Regions from separate parts of the Mus musculus genome. Here all the other regions are linked to region 1. The links are chromatin contacts, called in public Hi-C maps. All regions are on one chromosome and are shown on one strand. The core of a region is the stretch at or near the end of the contact, and the rest is flanking DNA. Distances in the headings are between cores, read along the strand shown.

Region 1 (3,026 bases), core at 368-2,867:
TTAATGAATGTCAGAGTGTCACTGATATTTACACTGAGAACGATCTCAGAAGACATCTGGTCCAGATCAGAAGAATATTGTCCTGGATAAAGCCACTCACTCAATCAACAGAAAGTCCCAAAGGATTTTTAAAAAATAATCTCTTGTGTACATGTGATGGGCAGACAGCATCCCAGCAGATCTGAGAATCCTTTAAGCAATGTGAACTACACAAAGTATATGCAGTGTACTCCCCGCCAGACTTCAGTCCAGGTGAGTGAACTAGAAAATGTGGATTTAACTGCACAGAATGGTACATACCTGCAATCCCAGTATTTGGAGGTGGAGCTTAAAGGATCAAAGAGTTCAGGGACATCACATGGGGCTACACAGTGAGTTTGCAGCCAGCTGGGGTTATGTGAAGCCTGGTGTTGAAACAAACAAACAAAAAAAAAAGACAGGAAGAAAGGGGGAGGGGATATAGAGGAAGGGAAGAACAAAAGCAGGAAGATCAAGATTTAATAGTGTTGTAATTATACTAATTACATTGTCACCCAAAAGTGCTCCTTCAGGATTGACGGACATGAGCCCCTTGGAGATGAGTCTCTGTCCTCCCATTTACTGGGCCTGGGAGGATACACTGTTCGTGGCAGAGTGGTAAAGTGGATGGGTCTCAGCCAGATACAGAAAGTCACAGTACAACAATTTGCCACTGCACCCACATCTTGTTCCTTGGTGGTCAGTAGCTTGGGCTCTTCGACGATCATCTGGTCTGATCCCAGCAGTCCACAGTGTGGCCCTGCCTAACGTCCTTGACTTTCCGCAGAGTGTTCCAGGCACAGTCTGGTCAAGACCAGAGCGCATTTCAGAACAAAGCCACCCTCGTCCTCGTTGAGAACGTCAGACTCTAACCATCACTCCAGAATGACACTGACTGAGTGCTGACTGTTGGCTCACTTCCATCCCAACAGCACACAGAGACACATGGAAGGGCTCCTTGCTTGTTTCAGAGAGGAGGGAAGCAAAAGCCACTCACAGCTGAGCCACTTGCCAGAGGTGACACAGCGAGTAAGTGACAGAGCTCTGTACTACTCAACCCTTAGCTCCCTCAGCCTCCTCAGGGCTGAGTAGCATCTTTGTACCATGACCTCCACCTTACGTTGCTATCAAAAGATTCACATGATCAAGATTCAGAAGCCTGGTTTCTGACTGGTCACGTTTGTTTTGTCATGCATACATACCACTTCCTGTTCTTTCTATGCATATTTCCATCAAATAAAACCATATGCATTGTCATAGCAACACTGCAACACACACACACACACAAACACACAAACACGGTGCAGTCTCTGCAGTAGAGAATTGCAAAGATCTGTGGGAATTTTCATTGCGTTGTTGTTTGTTTTAAATAAAAAAGAAACCCCCTCTGTCTACATCCGAACAGAATCCCATGGCAACAGTGCAGACAGGCACGTGCTTCGGTGCCCCTCACATACCCTGAGCTTCTCCGGCCTTGCTGATCAATAGTTTTAGATCATCAGAAATTTGGCTGCAATGCTTGTGATTAAGCAGGGAGCCCAGTGACCAGACTGATCTAGCCCTCCAATGAGACAAAGGTCACTGCCCAGAATGCCAGCACTGGCTCTGACTGCCAGTTCCCATCCATTGGTGCTTGTCACATGCAGAGACTCTGGGGACATGTCCTTGGCCTTGGGGAACCCTCAAGCTGGTCAGGTCCCAGGCACTCCTGCCAGGGACCACAAGTCCTCGTGTGTGTGTGTGTGTGTGTGTGTGTGTGTGTGTGTGTTCAAGCCCCTCAGAAATGTCTCATCTCAACTATTACTACAGCATCCTCTACAACATATTTCATCCTATATTACTTCATCAAAGTGGTATCAGTATCAACCACACTTCACAGATGAAAACCTCCAGCCTTGGAATGGTTAGCGACTTGTCCAGACCAACAAATTTGAAAAGACAAGAGGAGAGATTTGAGTCCAGGACTGTTCCTGATTTTGCTTTAAGCCGTTCTATGTGGCTCCTTATTTCCTGGGTGCTCTGGAACTCATCTGCCCACAGATTCACTGACCTGAGCCTGCATTATGATACCTTCTTGTCTAGCTCCTGGGTACAGCTGCAGGAGATGGGCTGGCTTTGAATGTCTCTGGTTCTCTATCAGGTCCTCCCTCTCCCTCTCCCCCTCCCCCAACCCCACTCTCCCTCAAGTCCCAGGTTTTATATTACCACTGTTACTTCTACTACTATTATTTTTAAAGATTTATCTATTTTTAATTTATGTGTATGAGCATTTTGCCTGCATGAGTACCTGGTACAGACAGAAGCTAGAAGAAGGTGTCAGACCCCCTGGAAATGGAGTTACAGATAGCTGTGAGCTACCATGTGGGTGCTGGGAATCGAACCCACATCCTCTGGAAGAGCAGCCACTGCTTTTAACTGTGAGCCATCTCCCAGAGCCTTTATTTGTATCTTCTCTGTTACTGTTATTATTTTATGGTTTCACATATTCTAGTAAATGAAGACACACCGAAATAAAGAAATTCTCAAGCCACTGGGGAATGAAGAGCTGTTCTCAGAAAGGGGAGCACTCACTAGCTGAAGGGGAGGAGGTTCGCCATTCCACCCATGGATCACCTAATATGGTCCTTGGCTGCTTAACCACTGAACTTGGGCTGGTGTTACCCATGGTCACAAAGGTGCTGAAGGACAGCTGTCAGTTGATTGCAAGAAGACTTGCTCTCTCTGGAATGCTTGGCTCCATGCCGGGTGTGGGAAACCCACTTTATGACACAGCCTGCTCTCACACCCAGGAGACAGACAGGGTTGGTGTTATCGCTTAAGACATTCAGGAGCCAACACCGATGCTTTAGCTGGGTACCTGTCCTGTCCAAGAGTTGGCAGTGGCAGGGCTGAGGGTCCACTCGGGTCCTTTGCAGGACTGACTTCCCAGAGGATGCTTGGAGTTGGCCAGTGGGGGGAAAACATTGCTAAGGATGAGCCAGCAGGGATTCTGCAGACTCAGGCTGACT
Region 2 (3,310 bases), core at 548-3,047, 170 kb before region 1:
GATAATGTACAGCTTCCTGGTAACATGGGCAACAGCGCCTGGGCTCAGTCTCCAGCACACACTCACACAAGAGAGAGAGAGGTGGGGGGGCAGGGAGGAGAATAGAGGAGAGGAAGGGAGAGTAGGAGAGAGAAAATGAATGTGCTTTCTTCCCTCCAAGCCCCAGTCCCTGTCTCCATACAGTACCTCGCAGACATTTATATTTATTTGGTGGGTAAATGGAGTTATATTTTCCCAGTTTACAATGAAACTGGCCAAAAAAAAAGCCCACACAAACTGCCAGACACTCATTCGTGTGTATGTGTGTGCATGGTATATATGTGCGTTGTACGCACATATGTATGCAGGCGTGCACTTTCTTATCCACTTCTGTGTATGCAGAGGCCAGAGGAGGACATCAAGTGTCTATCACTCTCCAGCTACTCCGCTGGGAGAGGATCAATGAACCTGGAGTTAAGCTGACAGCCAGCACCCGCAGAGATCTTCCTGTCTCTGCCCACAACAGGGTTGGGACATGTGGTTGCTGGGATCTGAACTCAGCAAACAGCTAGGGCTCTTAACCAATTTACAGAATGCATTTTAAACTAGAAAACTTAAGAGGATTCATTCAATTAAACCATCATTTCCCAAGCCTGGTCACCACTAATACATAAGATTCACTATCCCACGGAATGCTTTCTATCAATTAAATGTCTCTTTGCAAGAATCCAAATCCAAGGTTGGGAAAATGTGTGCTCTTCCGTAGTTAGCTGAAATTTCCCCTTCAGCACACACATCACTCCCATCAGACCCACTCTCTGCATTCGGGCCTTCCACACCCCCAGTAGTTACTGTTTCTTGTTCTCTGTCTTGTAAGTTACACTGTGTCCACATGGAAATGACTCCCTAGTCCTAGCTCTGTCACGAATGGTTTGGTTTTGGTGTTGGATAAGTGCATAAAGCTATATTTGATAGTGAAAATATAAGATTGGTATGAGCACCACAGCTCCAGAATGGCTGTTCTAACTGTTCACCCGCATGTGTAGACTCTGGGTCTGATTAATTTCAGTGGGTGATGCTTTCTATTTGCAAGGTTTTTTTAATGATAAAAGTTATTTCCCTTTACTTACTGATTCAGGGTGCCAGAATTACTGGCCTCTATCACCATACCCAGTTTACCTGAGATCTTAAAAGTCTTAAGAAGACGACATTTTCCTGGTACACTAACTTAGACTAAAGCTTCTAAAGTTCCTTATTAAGTCCAGCATGAGCTTCATTTAAACTCCTTGTTTTATAGTGGAGTCAAACAAGGCTTGGAGGGGTGCAGCAGGCTCCTTGGCATCGAAGAATCAGTACCTGGTACTGTTTCACCCTTAGTCCAAGACAAGTAAGCATGCCTCACATAGAAGAGGTCCTAGATTCCAATAGAAACCCAGCTTAGCCCCACAGTTTATAAATATTTCATATTTCCTCTGTTTCCAGTGGGGCTTTTATTTTACCACGTGCAAATAAGCTTAAGGAAAGGGATGCAGGGGGAAGGGGAGAAGAAACTAGAGAAGTGGGTGTCCTAGTCAAGGCACGTTTAAAAATCTGTTCATTTTCTGGAAAAAACAATGTTTGCCTGTGTGCCGCTTTATGTTGCTGCCCAGGAGCCTGCTTGGAAGGATCAAACTAGTCCCTGAACTCTGTTTAGGGTTTTTGTGCCAACTGGTTCATATGGTAACTTGGATTCAAGCAAGACTTTACAACTCTGCGCTCTGTATATAGACACGGCATGTGCAAAATGCTGTGTGTTGCCAGTCCGTGCGGAGCCAGCTCAAAGGGACAGACTGGGACAGACATCTCTCTTCTGGCTTGATCAGTAAACTGGATGTGTTTACATGACTGTTAACTGCTTTGGGAAAACACACAAACACAGTGTAAATATTGTGTCATGCTGTGAGAAAGAGCAGAAGTGTAAGCTATCACAACAGGGCCTGGGCTAGCTGAGCAGACTTTCACACCCATTCCATTGTGTAAACACTCTTATGTTTCCAATGAATTATACTCAGAAATACCACAGGCTGGGGAGGGGGCTGCTGAACATGGAGGAGACAGGTATACATCGTGGTACATTTATAACACCCACCCATTTCCCAGTTGTCCCCGTTAGACATAGTAAGAGGTTACAGTGCTAACTAGCTGAGTCACAGCTAACTACACCAAGTTATCTATTTTTATTAGAACCCAAGTCGTTACTGTCACTCAGCACCCTCTGGGCTATCCATCTGCTGGAACCAAAGCTCAGGAGATGGATACTGTTGCAGAGTTCTGGTTGGACACCCATGCCACTTAAGCACAAGGTTGTGGCCAAGGTCAGCAAACTGATATCTGAGAAGGTGGTGGGAATGACCTGTTCTCCACCAGCTTCCTGCACCAGATTCAAGACACAGAGCCCCAGACAGCACAGCCAGCCAACAGGGTGTCTGCTTACCCCTGCTTGTCTGGACAGTCGAGAGATCGGAGCTTTCACTCAGGATGATCAACCATTAGTGCTCCAGAGAACCAGAGTCTTACTGGACTGCACTTCCTGTGAACCTTTTCTCCTATTGAGTATGGATGGTAAAAGAGGGGACTGTGGCATATGGATGGAGACAGCAATAAAGGGAATTGAAGGCAAAGTTGGCCGCCCAACTGTAGGCAAGAGAGCTAGGAAATGGGGTGTGGGGAATGGGAAGTGGGGGAGTGCTAGTTACAACTGGAGGGTTTTCAGACTTGCTAGGGACAGCAAGGATCACAGTACAAAGCAGGCTACTGGGCAAGCATTTACTTCCTTGTGTGACTATGAGCAGATCAAAGACTCAGGGATTGAGGGGGAACAAAGCTATTCCTTAAGATGGAACTCTCTCCATGTCTCACAACCAAGCCTATCCCTTGTTCTCTTGCTCCTTCCCCGCACCCCGTTTAATTTCATTCCTGTTGTGGTGACGAATACCCGGACAGGAGCAACTTAGGGGAGGAGGGGACTTGTTCATGTGGCTTATGATTCCAGAGCACGGTTCATCGTGTGGGGGAGTCGCAGTGGCAAGAGTTTATAAACACCATATCCACAGTAAAGAGCAGAAAACAAAAAACAAAAAAACAACCCATCATGCTTCCTGCTTGCTCAGTCAGCCCTCTAGGGTCTAGGACCCAAAAACAGGGGATGGTGCTGCCCACAATGGACTGTCTTCTTATCTATCAACAATCAAGACAAAGATCAAAGGCATGGCCCCAGGCCAATTGGATCAAGACAGTTCCTCAACTGTTCTCCTCCTAGGAGATTCTACGTTGTGTCCCATTGACAGTTAAA
Region 3 (3,281 bases), core at 51-2,550, 220 kb before region 1:
TTCCACACACCAGTGACTCAGAACGATAAAAAGTATTTCCATAGACAAAATGATCTTTATATAGTGACTACATCCAGTGACTTCTTTAACAGGAAGGGCAATTGTCATACCATACAAACAGGAGCAAAACATTTACCATGATTCGGGAGACTCTGAACTAACTCTCTCTCTCTCTCTCTCTCTCTCTCTCTCTCTCTCTCACACACACACACACACACACACACACACACACACACACACACACACACACTTGTCAGCTTTAGTGTCTATAGAAAATTCACCGAGTGTAAGGAGAAGGCATGAGGACCGGGCTCTGGAAGTTAACATTTCAGTAACTGGGAATTCGGCGGCAACACCGGTTCCGCTCGGAAATGCTTCTATAACTACACAGCGTCTCAACTGAGGACCTTCAGTTAAACTCTTCAGAGTGAAAGACAGAAACAAGGCGGCACTGTCACTGTACACTGTCTCTGAAACACCTCCTTCCATCTCTCACGTCTTATGTCTTTCCAAATTGAAAGTTTATTTTTTCTCCTGGTTTTGAAAAGTGATCCGTCAGGATCATATAATCAGACATTTTTTTTCCTTTGGAAACTTTGAGTGCATGTACAGAGTTAAGAAGCTGTTGGACACTTAGGACAAAATTATTCTAAAGGGAAATTGATTTTAGAGGATAAAATTTTGTGGTTTCCTAACTGTGAAACCAGGTATCCCGACATTACATTACATCTGGATTATGTGTAATCCAGATGTAATTATATTCTGTTGCTGCTCTACCGCCAGGTTTTGGGGGAGGTCTGCATCATCCATGTGGATGGTACTAGATTACTTTCAGAGTCAAATGTCTGAAAGAGTTTAAAAAACTTAAACATGAAGTGGACAGTTGTGAGAGGTTCAGCATCAAGTTGGGCATGCTAACCCCAGAGAGATGTCTAACAAAACGGAAGAACAGAGCCCAGCAGGCTGCCTACTGAGAACTGAATTCTGGTACAGATTCCCAGGAAAGCACACACAAAGTCTCCTACAAAAGGCCTAGCACTTCCCTGACACATCAGCCTGGAGCAAATCTGCTTCTGGGGCCAACTGAACAGTAAATGACAGAGGGGGAACTTTATAGGAACAGATGCAACCATGAACCTTTAAACATCTGCTTGTTGCGTAGTTGCACAGTCATGTTGACTTAATTTATGTTCAGGAGGGGAAAAAACAAAAGAATCCAACACTCCACCTTCCACAGAGACACCAACTCTACAGTGGAACGCTAAGTGACTCAGAGAAACCATCAGGACAAACAGTATTGATTCCACAGGCTGAGCTGAACGGGCGCAGCTAACACATAGGTCAGAAATTGCAAGAAGAAATTGGAGAAACCTTAGCTTATGATCCAACGCCATTCTAAAGACTGACAAGTGCTTTGAGTTACGTCTCTCTTGCCTGGGTTAGTGGGCAGACTGAGCCTCAGTCTGCTCATCTTTGAAGTGAGTATTTATTTATGCTTAAGCTCCCTTGGACTACTAAACTCACATAAAGCTCATATCACACAGAACTGTAAGTGCACAAAAGATATCAGACACAACTTTTGTTATCTGAAATACCAGACTGTGTGCATATGGTGACGGATTCTTATGCCACGAATCTGACCCACAAGCAAAAAAGCTGTTGCTTTTTCTTACATCTAGACAAGTTCCCATGTTTTACGACTGTGTGACAGATTCCATCTGTGTTACCACAAAACAAAATGGCAATTTTTCCCACGAGCCAACTCAGAGTGAGAGTGGTTCGCCTATTTAACATGTCCGTGTTAAAATCTTGCCAGTTTTATTTCCTCCCAGCTCCAGGAAGCTGTTGTGATGAGGCACATTTCTTATAATCTCTCCTTTAACTAACCTTCAGCACCAAGAAAGGTAGGCCTGGCTGGTAAGATGCCCCACAGGCCTCAAACAAGCACTGAAGGCTGGAAGCCATGCCTCTTGCCTTTAATTCTAGCATTAGAAGCAGAGATAAGAGGATTGTGAGTTTGAGGTCAATCTAAACTACCTGTGAAGTTCTGAGCCAGCAAGGGTTCCATAGAGAGATTCCCGTGACTGAAAATCAACCAGCCAGCCAGCCAGCCAGCCAGCCAACCAAGCAACCAAGCAACCAACCAAGCAACCAACCAACAACCAACCAGCCAAGCAAGCAAGCAAGCAAGCAAGCAAGCAAGCAAGCAAGCAACCAGCCAAGCAACCAGCCAAGCAAGCAAGCAAGCAAGCAAGCAACCAACCAACCAACCAATCAACCAACAGAAAAGAGACCCAACACCAAAACAAACCAACCACCACCACAAAAACAACCCAAGGCAATAAACCACCAATACCAACAAGAAGAACAACCCCAGGCAACGAGTCTCCTTGTAGCCTTTCCTGCTGCTATAATGGAACATCCCTCCAAGAGAAGGTTAGGGGAGAAGGACTTGTTCTGGCTCACAGTTGGAGGGGACAGCTCACCACAAGGGAAGTCACAGCAGCAGGACACTGAGACACTGGTGCTGTTAACCTCCTACTTCACCCAGCCCCGGATCCAGCCCCAGGGGATGATCCTGCCCACTTTCAGTGGGTCTTCCCACTTTGGTCAGCACAATCCCTTTCAGCACACACCTCACACTTGTCACCTGCATGATTCCTGATACTGTCTAGGGAGGTTAAGGCTATCCATCATCACACAAGCCCATCAAAGGGGATCAGCCATGACAACACAGGCTGCGTAGGTTATGAGCACACTGCCCTCTAGCCTGTAGGATTCCTTTTCTCTCTCAGCACCTGGCTTCCTTTCTTACCTTTCTCACTCCCTCTCCTTCCTTCTTCTACGGCTCTCCCTCCATACCCTCCTCAAGCTTCCAGAGCCCTCACGGACAGTACCAGATATTTGAATACTGCTATGAAGGAGTGATACAACTTATGGCTTCCTGATTTGTAAAGGGGTAGTATTTTCTCTGTTACAGGGATTATGTGATTCACAAATGGGATCAGGTATAGGAAGTACCTAGCTCAGTACTTGGTACACTGAGCTCAAAACCCACAGACTATGGTATTATTATTTTACTCTCAAGTCATCTATTGATTTCAATTCTGGCTACATTTCAAATGGAAAGAAAAAAATATAAATACAGATTTTCAACATTATACAAAATCTTTTTAAATTTCCATGTCTTCCCTTAATATAAACAAAAATCAAACCCAAAAATGTTCCCTAATATAAGGTAAAGGCAAATTAAACACTCTCAGCATTGTCCTGGGGTACTG

What was found. Hi-C and Micro-C count contacts between places; a contact is called where the count stands out from the background.
Region 2: a Hi-C map of liver shows a contact between it and region 1, with 2.9 times the contacts expected there. The contact joins two enhancer-like sites. A contact is called at or near these places in 1 of 15 datasets of contacts at CTCF or cohesin (the NIH/3T3 cell line), 4 of 484 Hi-C or Micro-C datasets (all in liver) and 7 of 115 datasets of contacts at active chromatin or transcription factors (embryonic stem cells, extraembryonic endoderm stem cells and trophoblast stem cells).
Region 3: a Hi-C map of liver shows a contact between it and region 1, with 5 times the contacts expected there. The contact joins two enhancer-like sites. A contact is called at or near these places in 2 of 484 Hi-C or Micro-C datasets (embryonic fibroblasts and liver) and 7 of 115 datasets of contacts at active chromatin or transcription factors (embryonic basal ganglia, embryonic stem cells and oligodendrocyte precursor cells).

The regions. Positions count from the first base shown.
Region 1 is chr3:145,623,587-145,626,612 of GRCm38.p6, reverse strand. No RefSeq gene overlaps it. Among named protein-coding and RNA genes, the nearest start is that of Gm40164, 7.9 kb to the left of the region's middle. Within about 2 kb of position 1,617, at least 22 of the 459 cell types and tissues checked have an H3K27ac peak or open chromatin away from gene starts, as enhancers often do. A contact at or near this core is called in liver, where this site is marked.
Region 2 is chr3:145,789,473-145,792,782 of GRCm38.p6, reverse strand. The region is part of intron 1 of Ddah1 (dimethylarginine dimethylaminohydrolase 1); the gene reads right to left. Among named protein-coding and RNA genes, the nearest start is that of Ddah1, 32 kb to the right of the region's middle. Within about 2 kb of position 1,797, at least 16 of the 459 cell types and tissues checked have an H3K27ac peak or open chromatin away from gene starts, as enhancers often do. A contact at or near this core is called in liver, where this site is marked.
Region 3 is chr3:145,840,535-145,843,815 of GRCm38.p6, reverse strand. The region is part of intron 1 of Ddah1 (dimethylarginine dimethylaminohydrolase 1); the gene reads right to left. Among named protein-coding and RNA genes, the nearest start is that of Gm35187, 49 kb to the left of the region's middle. Within about 2 kb of position 1,300, at least 11 of the 459 cell types and tissues checked have an H3K27ac peak or open chromatin away from gene starts, as enhancers often do. A contact at or near this core is called in liver, where this site is marked.